Regions from separate parts of the Danio rerio genome. Here regions 2 and 3 are each linked to region 1. The links are chromatin contacts, called in public Micro-C maps. All regions are on one chromosome and are shown on one strand. Each heading gives the region's core, a stretch centred on a gene start, on an enhancer-like site or on the middle of the called end of the contact. The rest is flanking DNA. Distances are from core to core; before and after follow the strand shown. Region 1 holds the start of irx5a (iroquois homeobox 5a). Region 2 holds the start of irx6a (iroquois homeobox 6a). Region 3 has its middle 51 kb from the start of irx6a.

The links. A called contact is a pair of places that touch in the nucleus more often than the background predicts.
Region 2: a contact with region 1 is called in a Micro-C map of caudal fin, with 7 times the contacts expected there. The contact joins the promoter of irx6a here to the promoter of irx5a in region 1. A contact is called at or near these places in 8 of 18 Hi-C or Micro-C datasets (caudal fin, embryo, fibroblasts and 3 more) and 2 of 4 datasets of contacts at active chromatin or transcription factors (caudal fin and embryo).
Region 3: a Micro-C map of caudal fin shows a contact between it and region 1, with 5 times the contacts expected there. The contact joins the enhancer-like site here to the promoter of irx5a in region 1. A contact is called at or near these places in 1 of 18 Hi-C or Micro-C datasets (caudal fin) and 2 of 4 datasets of contacts at active chromatin or transcription factors (caudal fin and embryo).

The regions. Positions count from the first base shown.
Region 1 is chr7:35,819,533-35,823,546 of GRCz12tu, reverse strand. It overlaps irx5a (iroquois homeobox 5a), which reads left to right and starts at 2,027. Exons shown (of 3, transcript NM_001045227.1): 1 at 2,027-2,552; 2 at 3,585-3,990. The coding sequence starts at 2,310.
Region 2 is chr7:35,624,981-35,628,994 of GRCz12tu, reverse strand. irx6a (iroquois homeobox 6a) reads left to right here and starts at 2,131. Exons shown (of 7, transcript NM_001023575.2): 1 at 2,131-2,458; 2 at 3,228-3,491; 3 at 3,907-4,014. The coding sequence starts at 2,393. It overlaps LOC110439935 (a long non-coding RNA gene), which reads right to left and starts at 3,490. Exons shown (of 2, transcript XR_002459227.2): 1 at 3,144-3,490; 2 at 1-1,532.
Region 3 is chr7:35,675,656-35,679,669 of GRCz12tu, reverse strand. No RefSeq gene overlaps it. Among named protein-coding and RNA genes, the nearest start is that of irx6a, 51 kb to the right of the region's middle. Within about 2 kb of position 2,094, at least 4 of the 62 cell types and tissues checked have an H3K27ac peak or open chromatin away from gene starts, as enhancers often do. A contact at or near this core is called in caudal fin, where this site is marked.

The DNA of each region.
Region 1 (4,014 bases), core at 778-3,277:
CCATGCTTTCTTTCATTCACCCCTCCACTATCGCTAAACAGGCTGCTTATCGAATCCTATTGGTGAAGAGGAACTCATTACTGCCGATAATACTCTATCAATGAATATTGACGTCATTTAAATGCTACTCCTGGGTATCCTTGGATACCGATACACTATTTAAAGGTGACTGTGCAATGGACACATCCACTGTGCTTCAGTAAATGAAAGAAAGAAAGAAAGAAAGAAAGAAAGAAAGAAAGAAAGAATAATGTTTTTTATATTTAAAGATAAATAAATACAAGGTATATGGAGTTTTATAATAATTAATTGTTATAAAAGCGATCATTATTTAATTTCAGCATTACAATATGTCGAAAAATAACCCATATCCTTCTTGTTCCTCAAATGAATTTTAGTAATGTATATGCACTCGCGGGTGGTGCAGATACAACACAAACATATTCAATATCGCAGTCGACAACGCGGAGTTTCGCACTTCTCCAGTTTGTTTTGCTTTGAACTTAACATTTGTCCACTGAGTTTGAGCGTCATCATTCTTCACTCTTGAGAGAGCAGTAGCACGTGACCTCATGCACACACTCTGTAGAAGCGCCTACAGCGATCCCTTTCGGCTCACAAAGACTTTAACAAGTGAGCCAGATCATTGACTTTACTTATTTGTTTAGATTAAGCTTTTTATTATTATTTATGATTAGTATTGTATGCATTCACCGGCTTACCTGGCAATAGGGGAAATATATGGTAAATAATGCTAAATTAATAATGCAACTTTGTGGCCAATTTCACCACTTGTGTGAATGCTTGTGTACGGCATTTAAATTAAGAAAATAATGATGAACATGGCATTCAATTCAGCTTGCTCTTTTATTAAGTTTCTCAGTTATGTTTATTTGTTGATTATCGGATTAGTACAAAATGCATTTTAGCTACCTAAACTAATATATCTCCATTGTTAACATGGACGCACACAATTTAGTTTGACGGCAAACAGAATAAAATGCACGAAGAGATCTTCCACCGCAGAGGAATATATCTGTTTGAATCAAAGGGGCTTAGAGCCCCTGGTCGTGGTGGATTTGCCGTGGTTCATATGGTCTTAATCTGTCTGCGCTTGGGGCTTTGGTGTAAAGGAGAAGAAGATCTGGTTTGTTCCGGGATCTAAGGCGAAAACTGTCCAGCGGACAAATCAGTTAACACCTGTCAAAAGTTACTTCTTCACTTTCTTACCGCTGAGAATTGATCTAAGCGCGCATGCAGTCTTTGTTAACAGCTTTGTTTCTGTAAAAAGAAAACACATAGCGATATGTTTATAGGGTAAAATTAAGCAATATAATCTCCCTCTCCAAAAAGTCTCCATAATTTACAAAACCAAAGAACACAACGTCAAAACCTGCCCGCGTTCAGCTGACACGACGGCTCGATGCATTACCGACTGTCGCGTCTTCTTAGTAAAATTATAGATATCTACACGCGTCAAACAAGCGCACAATGAACGCTCAGAACCGAGCTGGGTGAAGAGCTGCAAACAGTACTTGTAGCGTCTCCTGTTGTATCTGGCAAGCCGTCCCAGGAAGATAACAGTCCATTTGGTATTAATCGTGTGAAAATGAAAGCTTCGTCTATTTAGAAAATGAGGAAAGTTGAAGTTGATGCACTGGCTCGCATGAGACCGCCATCCAGGGGCTGTAGCTGCTCAGTCTAAGGCAATGAGGCTTGTTAGAGACAAAAATAGGGGGATAGCGGGGGAGATTGTTAGTGAGTGCCAGGGTACGAATGCTGTGTGTGTGTGTGTGTGTGTGTGTGTGTGAGTGAGAGAGAGAGAGAGAGAGAGAGAGAGAGAGAGAGAGAGAGAGAGAGAGAGAGAGAGAGAATCGATTCAGGCTGGGCTGCTGTAACCCAGCTCCAGTTTGCCTTTTCTTTCGATGACTACACCCCGAGAGGAGGAGCGAGAGGCTCATAGTAGGCGTCAGAATCCTCAGTTTTCAACTTAGCATCCTGGCAGGACACTCTCCGAAGCAAAGCCCCATCTGAGAGCAAAAAACTTGTCCCGCGCGCTCGGCATGAGAGTCACAGAGCGCTCAGAGGGTGAGAGAGCGCCTCGAAAATCCGCGAGCGAGTCTGACAACGACTGATTAACGAGTGTGAAGTCTATGCAATCGTCGTTCTCTTTAATTTCCATCACTGCTAGACGCGAGGAGGACAGGACGGAGGTCTGTTTACTCGGAACTCTATGAGCGAGCGCGGCGAGCGCGTGAGAGTTTGAGGGAGAAGAACTCAAGTGAGAAGCTTATATTTGGATCTTCACCATGGCGTACCCTCAGGGCTACTTGTATCAGCCATCCGCCTCTTTGGCACTCTATTCGTGTCCTGCCTACAGTACAAGCGTGATTTCGGGACCCCGGACAGAGGAGCTAGGGAGATCTTCCTCTGGCTCTGCTTTCGCTCCCTATGCCGGATCTACAGCGTTCACCAGCGCCTCGCCAGGCTACAATTCCCATCTCCCGTACAGTGCTGATGCGGCCGCCGCTGCTACTTTCACCTCTTATGTGGTGAGTGCGCTTTTTACTCTCTTGTTTAGTTTCTACTTCTGGAAAGTTGGCAAAATACATTTTTACGCTTCGTTGTTATTGATATTGTGCTGCACTAATCATTTGCGCAACATTTGCGGTTTTAGCAATCAAATATGCATTCGCGGAATGTGGCTGGGTTTCATGTCACTTTAAATCATAATGTAGTAAAATATTATTATTATTATTATTATTATTATTATTATTATTATTATTATTAATAATAATAATAAAGTGAAAAAACAAATTGTTTTCAAATAAACATTTGATAAAGTGCACGAGGATATTTTATTGAAAACAAATGCAAAGTATTAAATGCAAACAGAAAAAAACACGCACACATAATTTAAATTATTTACTGAAGGCAAAAGAACAACCATTTAACAATTGATGTTATTTATGTTGTCATTTGTGACAACGTGATTTCTTCAACTATTTGGTCTGTGATGAATATTTCTGATATCAAAGAGAATAAATTATCAGTTGTTCCAATTTGTCTCAGGCGTGTATTTAGTCAAATAAGCTACTTAAAGGAAACATGTTTTACCGGCTATTTAAATGTGGGTTGCGCACACGTAGGCCAGCTCTGGTCAACACGCTGTCAGATGACCCTACATAAAGCTGTAACTTCTAATTAGCTGGCTAATCTGAAAATAAACATAGTCAAAAGTCAGTAAAGCTGTCGAAATGAGATTTATGATCATTAACAAAGAAGGGGGATTTGGAAAGAAAGTTGTAAAAATGTATTTTACAGTCATTCTTTTTGGGTGAAATGAGGCATCTAGCCAAAATTAAACGATAAAATACGTGACCCCGCGGCCTTGTACTTACAATTTCGATTAATTAGACGTAAAGTGTGTACATGTGGCATGCATGTGTGTGTGCGTAAGTGTGTGTGTTTGTTTATGCTGGCTTTTGAGTGTTTGTGTAAGCGATTTGAAAGCAATCCTGCATTGTGCGCAGGTGTCCAAAGTGATATTTTGCTAATGAAACAATTGGTTTGGCTCTTTGCAGAGCTCACCTTATGACCACACGACAGGCATGGCCGGGTCTATAGGGTATCATCCTTATGCTGCTCCCCTGGGCTCGTACCCGTATGGAGACCCAGCTTACCGCAAGAATGCTACCCGGGACGCCACAGCTACTTTGAAAGCTTGGCTTAACGAGCACCGGAAAAACCCGTACCCCACCAAAGGCGAGAAGATCATGCTGGCCATCATCACTAAAATGACCCTCACTCAAGTGTCCACCTGGTTCGCCAACGCCAGGAGGAGGCTAAAAAAGGAGAACAAGATGACCTGGACCCCACGGAACCGGAGTGAAGACGAGGAGGAGGACGAAAACATTGATCTAGAGAAAAACGACGACGACGAGCCAAACAAGCCCACGGACAAGGGAGACTCCACAGACACAGAGGCAGGTCTGTGGAAAAATCATCAATTTT
Region 2 (4,014 bases), core at 882-3,381, 190 kb after region 1:
TAAGACAATATATGGCAGGAACAAAGAGTAGCTTAAATGCAAATTAATGGCATGGGATAACTCACAGGAAAAAATTACACAAAATATTCATTTTTTTTAAAGCAAATCTTCTGTGGGATATATTTTGACAAAAGTTTTTCAAAACAGTCTTTAGCTGTTCGCGATACAAAAATACAGTCAAACGGTTTGGAACGACATGATTATAAGTAAATGACTAAAGTTTTATTTTGGGGCAAATAGCCAGTTTAATTGACTTCCTTCAGATAAATAAAATAGCTCATAAGCAAAACATCTGTATTTTCCCTGTTTTCTTTGTAACACACTCGCCACAGAACATACAGGGACGGCGGTGACCTGAACTGAACGCGACTCTTGATGGGCCTGAACACTCTCGTCATTACGGTTTACCTGCTCCATCGGCGCCGTTCACTTACTCGCAGCTCTCTGGCGCCTCTCGAAGAGTGAGCCTGTAATAGCAAAGAGATCATCTGGGACAGGACTCTCGTCCTTTCAAAGCAGGGTCACTGAACTATGCCTCTCATATTATCAGTGAAAACGATCAAATGGTCACGGATTTCCACGCGTTTGGAAGCGACCGCGCAAGCACTGCTGCTCTGCTGCTCGTGAACGATGATGATGCGCGAGGACAGCCATTCAGCTCTTTTAAGTCACATATAGACTTAATTATATAACAATACTTCACAATGAAGTTAAACCTTTAGATGAGTACTTTAGATAAGTGTGTCTTGACTGTAGGACCACGTGTCCTAGACATTTCAGATCAACAAGCAAAACTTTCTTAGGCTCTAACGGCAATAAAATAATGGTATAAACTAAATCTATAGTATTAAAACATGTTTGTCTTGGGTAGGTGGTGTCTATACAATGATGCAATGTCATTAGCTTAAAATAAAAAAAAAACAATAGAAACCAAGGGAGAGAAAGAGAGAGAGGGAGAGTAAATGGGGTCTTCTAATTATATTGTCTAAAACATTTAATAAAACTGCATGTGTTACCCTTTATCCAGACTTATTCCGCGTGAGGGAGCGATATTTCTACCATCCCTTTCAAGTACGCATCCTTCAATTAGAATGCTGTTCCCGTCGCCTCCCACTACCGTATAATTAGACTTGAGAGATTCAGCTAATTTCTCTCTCTCTCTCTCTCTCTCTCTCTCTCTCTCTCTCTCTCTCTCTCTCTCTCAGTTCCATTCTGATCGTCTAATTTCACCTCAAAGGCATATTTTCACGGTGTAACTCGCTGGTTAAACAAGGCCATATCCATTTGTTAATTGATGCAATTACGCATTTCTCGTAATGGTCGCGTAGGTCCCGAGATACGCATCAATCAGTTTTCTGTTGACCTGCCAGAGGTTCTCTTCACGTCTGCCGGGACTGGCCCTCTCTCTAATAGAGAGAGATGGAAACATCATCGCAATTAACATCAGGTCGGACCTCTGATCGGCCAGACAGATGCGAGCAAGGGTCCTGTAGATTCCTCTTCAGTTCATTTGCGCATCAGCGGGACAGTGTCTGAAATGTATAATAATAAGAAAATCGGGAACATATAGGCTACTAATATTATTAGATCATATATATTTAAAGAAAATAGATTAATTTAAAAAGTATAATTCGGTCTAAAACGGTAATATATTATCTTAACCTTAAAATAATTTACATGATAAACCTAAATATTGACACATGGCATAGTCACGGATAATAAAACAATATCTGGCATTAAATGCTGTTTTTATATTAATATGCAAAATATTGTTTTAAAAAAAGCTGATTTATTTTTGTATTATTGTGAAAGTGATATATATGAATTACATAATTTTTTTTTCAAAATTATTTTTTATATTTATTCAGTGGCTGTTTGAAATACTTTTAAGGGCTCTAAGTCTAATAATACACTAATGTTAGAAAAGAACAGAAAGGGGGAAAACAGGGGACAGGGGTGTGCAAAACACACCTCAAGAAAAGCGCGAAGCATGACGTGATTGGCAAACACATCATTCTATCCTCGCCGTCCCGGGATTAGAATGACGTCACACTGATACCCGTGCATGGATGAATTCTAAAGAACTATAGAGGCACAAATAATAGCACAACCACAAGTTCATATCTTGCAAGTCTTACGTTATCCTTTAAGCTTTCTACAGCTGTTTAACAACAATATTTTTGTACTTGATGAAGCTTAACTCTAATTTCTCATTTCCTTAAGGGGATTATCTATACATATAAAACTAGGGCTGGCGTAAACATCCTCAGTGCTTCCCAGTTAAGTGCAGTCATCTATTATTGAGCGAAAGGCCGAGTGTGGAAATGTGTGTAAGACGGTGGATTTGAAGTAGATTTGGTTTCAATCGATCAGCAGGAGAAGAATATTGCTTATGGTAACAAAAGAAGCAGCTATGTCCTTCTCTCAGTTTGGATATCCTTACAATGCAACTTCTCAGGTAAGCATGCAAATTATATATTTTTTTAATGTAGATGGCTATTAAGCGTGTACATCGTTGTGTGCGTTTTGTTTTCTTTTTCCACATTCTGTCATACTCCCTGGATCTCAGGAACTAACACTAGGTAGCAGCAGATTGTTCTGTCACTAAGTAAGTCCTAAACTAAAGTTAGACGTTATCGTGGGTTTGTCAATATTTATAGTAATGGGTTATTTGAATTATAAATGACCTCACGTGTTGTTGTAAACGTGTAAATTACCTTTACGGTGTAATTGTTTAGTGAGAGCGAGACTCCTCCCTTTGCCGGTAGCCTTTGCCGTCTCTGTGTATAAACTAATTACAGATTTACTGATAACATAGATAATTTCGACAACATGACTTAAGTCAAACTCAAGTTTTATTTAAAGTCGACAGATTGTTTAATTGTCAAAATAAGCCGCGCTCACTTAACTTCTCCTGTCCTGAGGCAAAACTTAGAAAGTTTACTTTCAGCTTTGACAAAATCACTTTTTGAAAAATTAAGTAAGACAAACCCTTTGCCTTTTTATTTTTAAGTCATTTACACAAAGTCTCAATTCAGTTAAACTATAGGATTATCTTTATGAATAAAACGAATGAATGAAAATAATTGCAATCGGTCTCCAAAGAAAAAGAGCTGCTTTACCACAGAGCAGCTCCATCTTACCTTAATTCTTTTTCAAACTACGGAAACGCCTGCTTTGAAACGCAAATAAAAAAGTCATGTTTATCCACAATTTTCTTCATGCAGTTTTTCGTGTCGGCAACCCCCAGTACGACTTGCTGCGATTCGATATCCAGGTCGGTGACAGAAGGATCGAGCGCATCGCAGACCGCAGCCTCCTTCTGCTGTCCCTCCTATGAGAACCGGCTGCTGGCGAGTACACGGACGGAGCTCAACGCCGCGCTCGGGATGTACGGCTCCCCTTACGCAGCAGCAGCGGCCGCAGCCGGGCAGAACTACGCCAACTACTTTCCGTATAGCGCCGACCCCTCCGCCATCTACTCCAGCCTGGTACGTGCAGCACTTCACCAGATAAAGCGGGTCCTCCGTTCAATCGATTGTCTCATTCATGTCACGGCTTGTTATTGATTATTTTGGCTTGGTAAGAGGATCAAGCTGTCTAGCACTCTGGTGAAATAACTGAATAATCAGAAGAAATGAACAGAATGAAGCAACATTGCATGACGCCTGCTTGCTATAAACAGGGCCTACTTGGTTTAATGGACAATAAATAGACAGAAATGTGCGATTTATCATAAAAATATTGAAAAAAATAGGTTTATGGAGTAAAGAGATAAAACTGTTAACACTGTGAATAATAAATGTTTATCAGCAAGCACTGTCTCAGTAACATATAACTGAAATATCAGATGCTAAAGTCTATGTTTTTTTTGTTGTTTGTTTGTTTTTTATTGTTTATATTTAGAACCCACAATATGAAATCAAAGAGGGGTCAGGCAGTCTTCATAGCACTATAACACAACCAGCCACTTACTATCCATATGACCACTCACTCGGACAGTACCAGTATGAC
Region 3 (4,014 bases), core at 845-3,344, 140 kb after region 1:
GAATACTGATGCTTCGGCCGAGCATTAGACCCAGATGAATTAGACATTTTATATAGAGAGAGTGATAAAGGAAGAAGAAAGGAGAGTGAGATCGAGAGGCAGAAAAATAAAAATAGAGAAAGAAATCCACATTCAAAGTCCAACCGAAAAAACGATGCTACCTTTTAACCTCTGACAGGGCAGCCCGCATCAGGAAGCAGTTCACTCTGCTCAGAACATTTCCCTACACGGACATACACAGATATCTGTCCACCCTGACCTATAGGGTGAACAGGATGAATCAAACACTGTCAAATACAGTTCCACAGACACTGACATTGGCTCCTGGCCAACTCCAAACATCTGTGTTTTTTTATTTTCGTTCTTCCCTTGCTTTTTAATAGGTTGAAATCCACGAGATCAGTACCTGTGCTACATCAGAAAAATATGAAGCCATTCAAGCGGAGTGCTGGAACAATAAACCTTTAAAATTAGTTTTTTTTTTTTGGAATATCGGACTATTTCATGTTCAAAAATGTAAATTTCAAACACTTGCTATTCTGGGTGCATCTGCTGTTTCTGCATATTTATTCTACTATATGCAAACGTGTTATACACACACAAACACACACACACAAAAAAAAAACTTTATATTTTTGCCACAATGCTTTGTTTTTTTATACTTATGCATATGTATATGTGCATAAGAATGTTGTGGTTGTTGCCACAAAAGTACCCTGCCTTCAAATAGAATGGGTAGAATTTAATATTTCAGCATAAGATTCATGTTTGAGAAAGGTATACCTGGTTAGTCTGATATCTGTACTCAAATATAACATATAGCCAGCATCAGAACCCAGTTGCTGACAAAAAAATCTGGTATATGCAATATTAAGATACATTATTAACAAGTTTCCACACTAAAGTAACTCATTAATAAATACATAGTCATGGCCAAAAAGCAATAACTTTCTACAGTTATGAATTAAAAGTTATTTAATATACTACCTGAATAATAAGCAAACAGTTACTGTATTTAAAATGTTCTTACATTCCCAAAACAATATCATATTTAATGGGTTAATATTTAAATTAATTCATTAAGTAGCTAATAATAAAGGTATACCGTGAAGTTAGATTGAATGTGTATTAGAGCCAACTGAGCATCATTAAACTGCTGTAGCTTACCTGAATATTGTTTCTGACCACATTCATCCCACTGTCTGACCATCTTTTGAAGACCATTCTAACAGTATAATGCAAGCTCAAATCATGTCAAGCTGGATTCTTGAACATGACAGCAAGTTCACTATACTCACCAGATCTCAGTCTAACAAAGCAACTTTGAGATGTGGTAGAATGGGAGATTCTGCAGGAATCAAATCTACAGTTCTGCACAATGCTATCATGTCAATACGGAGAAAATGTCTGAGGAATGTTTTTAGCACCTTGCTGAGCCTATGCCAAAAAAAAGAAGGCAGTTCTGAAGACAAAAAGGCATTCCAAACCAGTACTAGCAAGGTGTACCTAATAAAGTGTTCAGCAAGCACATTTATTTTTTACATTACTCAACCAGATGATTAATCAGAAGATTTACCTGAATTACTTGTCAAAGTGATGCATTTTGCGGATCTGGTATGGCTGTCTATCATAAAGTGATTGCGCCAGCCAGTACAGATGCCCTCACAGCATGCATCTCTTTGGCCTGTGCCTTCTTTTAACACCGATCCCTGCATGATTTATAGCCAGACAAGCCTCCAGAAGCAGTATTTTGGCACAATGTCCGGACATAATGTGTTCTAGGCAGAGACTGGGACAAGTGAGGAGAGGGAAGGAGAGTGTTATCCCTCTGCCAACCACAAGGGGGTGTGTTTACAAGTCTACCAGAGACTCAGACAGAGATCACACACACACAAAAACATGGACACGTTCTCTGATTTCCTTGGGAATCATGATACTGTCTCTCCCATTCTCACTTTCATACTTTCCCTGCACTTAATTTTCGATTGGTCTTCTCTCCAGTTTAGATCCACAGATTGAGGGTCATACTACAGGGTAGAAAACACTACAGAGGTAAAACATTTCCACAGGCCCACTCGAATTAAGTTCCAACGTCCTAACGCATCACACATGATCATATCCCCATAAACAGAGGCACTCTGTGTTACTGAGCCAGACAGGAGAGAAACTCTTGACAACATCAAACCTGTGGGAACACAGCCAGAGAGATCTAACCTCCATCTGTTCAACAGGCCTCTTCTTTCTTTCTTTCCTTCCTTCCTTCTTGCTTTCTTTCCTTCTTTCTTTCCTTGCATCTGACTGACAGGCCTCTGGTCTTGGAGAAGCAGCTGAAAGTATAAAGGGAATCCGTTTTTGATCATGCTGATTCTCTCCGGTGAAACTCTAGAAGGGCCTGACAAAAGCAAACTCAATAAAAACAAAGGAGAACGATACCGCAGTAACTCACGAGCACAGAGAACACTCAACTACTTTATGTTGTGGCGGAACATTCAACCTTGGCTCAAGTTCAAGCTTGTTCTTCAAACTGAGTCTGAAGTGATCATCTGAAACAAGTCAAAACAAGAATTCATAATTCAGACATTTCTAGCAGTATTTTTCGACTTCCTCCTTTGTACATGGCGCTCAAAGACATCAATATTGTCCATAAGTCATATTTCAAGCTCAGCTCAGAGGAGCGTTAAAGTGTCTTAGATCAGTGATGTATATTTTGTTTAGCCTGGGGTAACAACAATAAGCGGTAAACTTTCGAATTTTTTAAATGCAATAAAAAGACTTGAATTACAATCGGATTGAATTACATGTGATAGACGGCTCTTTATTTGTGCGCCAGAGAAAATGACAGTCATTTATGGGCTCCCAGATGACTACAGTTTTGAACATCAAGACCAAACACTGACTTTTACACTTTTTACTTCAACACATAAAATCCTAGAGCGCTAAGCAGAAGAGATGGAAGTATCCAGAAAAGGCCAAAGGCAAAATTCAGGCACATAAGCAGGCAAACGAGTCGGCCTCACATTCACAACCTCCCTGGGACCAACTCTTTCTCTTTCTTGGAGACTACAAGGGCTCAGAACAGGAAGATGAGCTGTCCGAAAGGTCAAACAAAATTTACCCTTCAGCTGGCAGATGTAGATTTAAATAGAAGTCAGCCATGAAAAGAGGGAATGAATTCCAGTATGTGGAAGAAGCACAATAAACCCCTCATTACTGTTAAAATATCACTGTTAAAAACAGAGCAATCAGCAGTTCAGCAATTTAATTACAGAGCATCTCTTGTGAAAATCAGATATTCGAGGTCCCGAATAACAATGCTGAGTCAGCTCTACGGTCTTCATCCAAGTCTAGACTTTGATGATATAATGTCACACAGGCTGTATGGTAGTAGTCGCAGTGAAGAGGGCAAAAGTGTTGATTGTGCATCTTGGGCATTGAAAAGAAGCTCAAAAGTGAATAATTCTGAATATAAAATGAAGAGAAGGAAAGACTTGATCTATGGTGTGGTCCCAAATGGCAAGTGAACCTGCAGCCTTGTGGTGGACAAGTATGTCTTGCCTACAAGACACTAGTCTTGAATTGGAGTTAAACTGCACACACAATCTAAAAAACATGCCCTATGCTGCATCTATACATAAGCAAAGTCTGCCGGTCCACACTCATTAGGCCATAGATCAGCCTTCAAGCAGGCATATAGTCTAAAACAAAAGAAAAAGAAAAAAAAAGTCATTGCTCTATCCTTAGCTATTTTAAATTAGCATAAACAGTGATCATTTTAAAGAAACACTAGTGCATGCTCTAAAATAAAATAAAATAAAACAAATAAATAAATAAATAAAATAAAATTAAAATAAAATACAATAAAATAAAATTAATTTAAATTAAATTCAAACATTGTTTAACAAATCCCTACAGAGGAAAAAAATGCAAACTACATTACATTTCAAACCCCATAATATTTTCACCATTAAAGCCAGTACATTTGTGTTTTAGAAAACATTCCATTGGTATTTAATA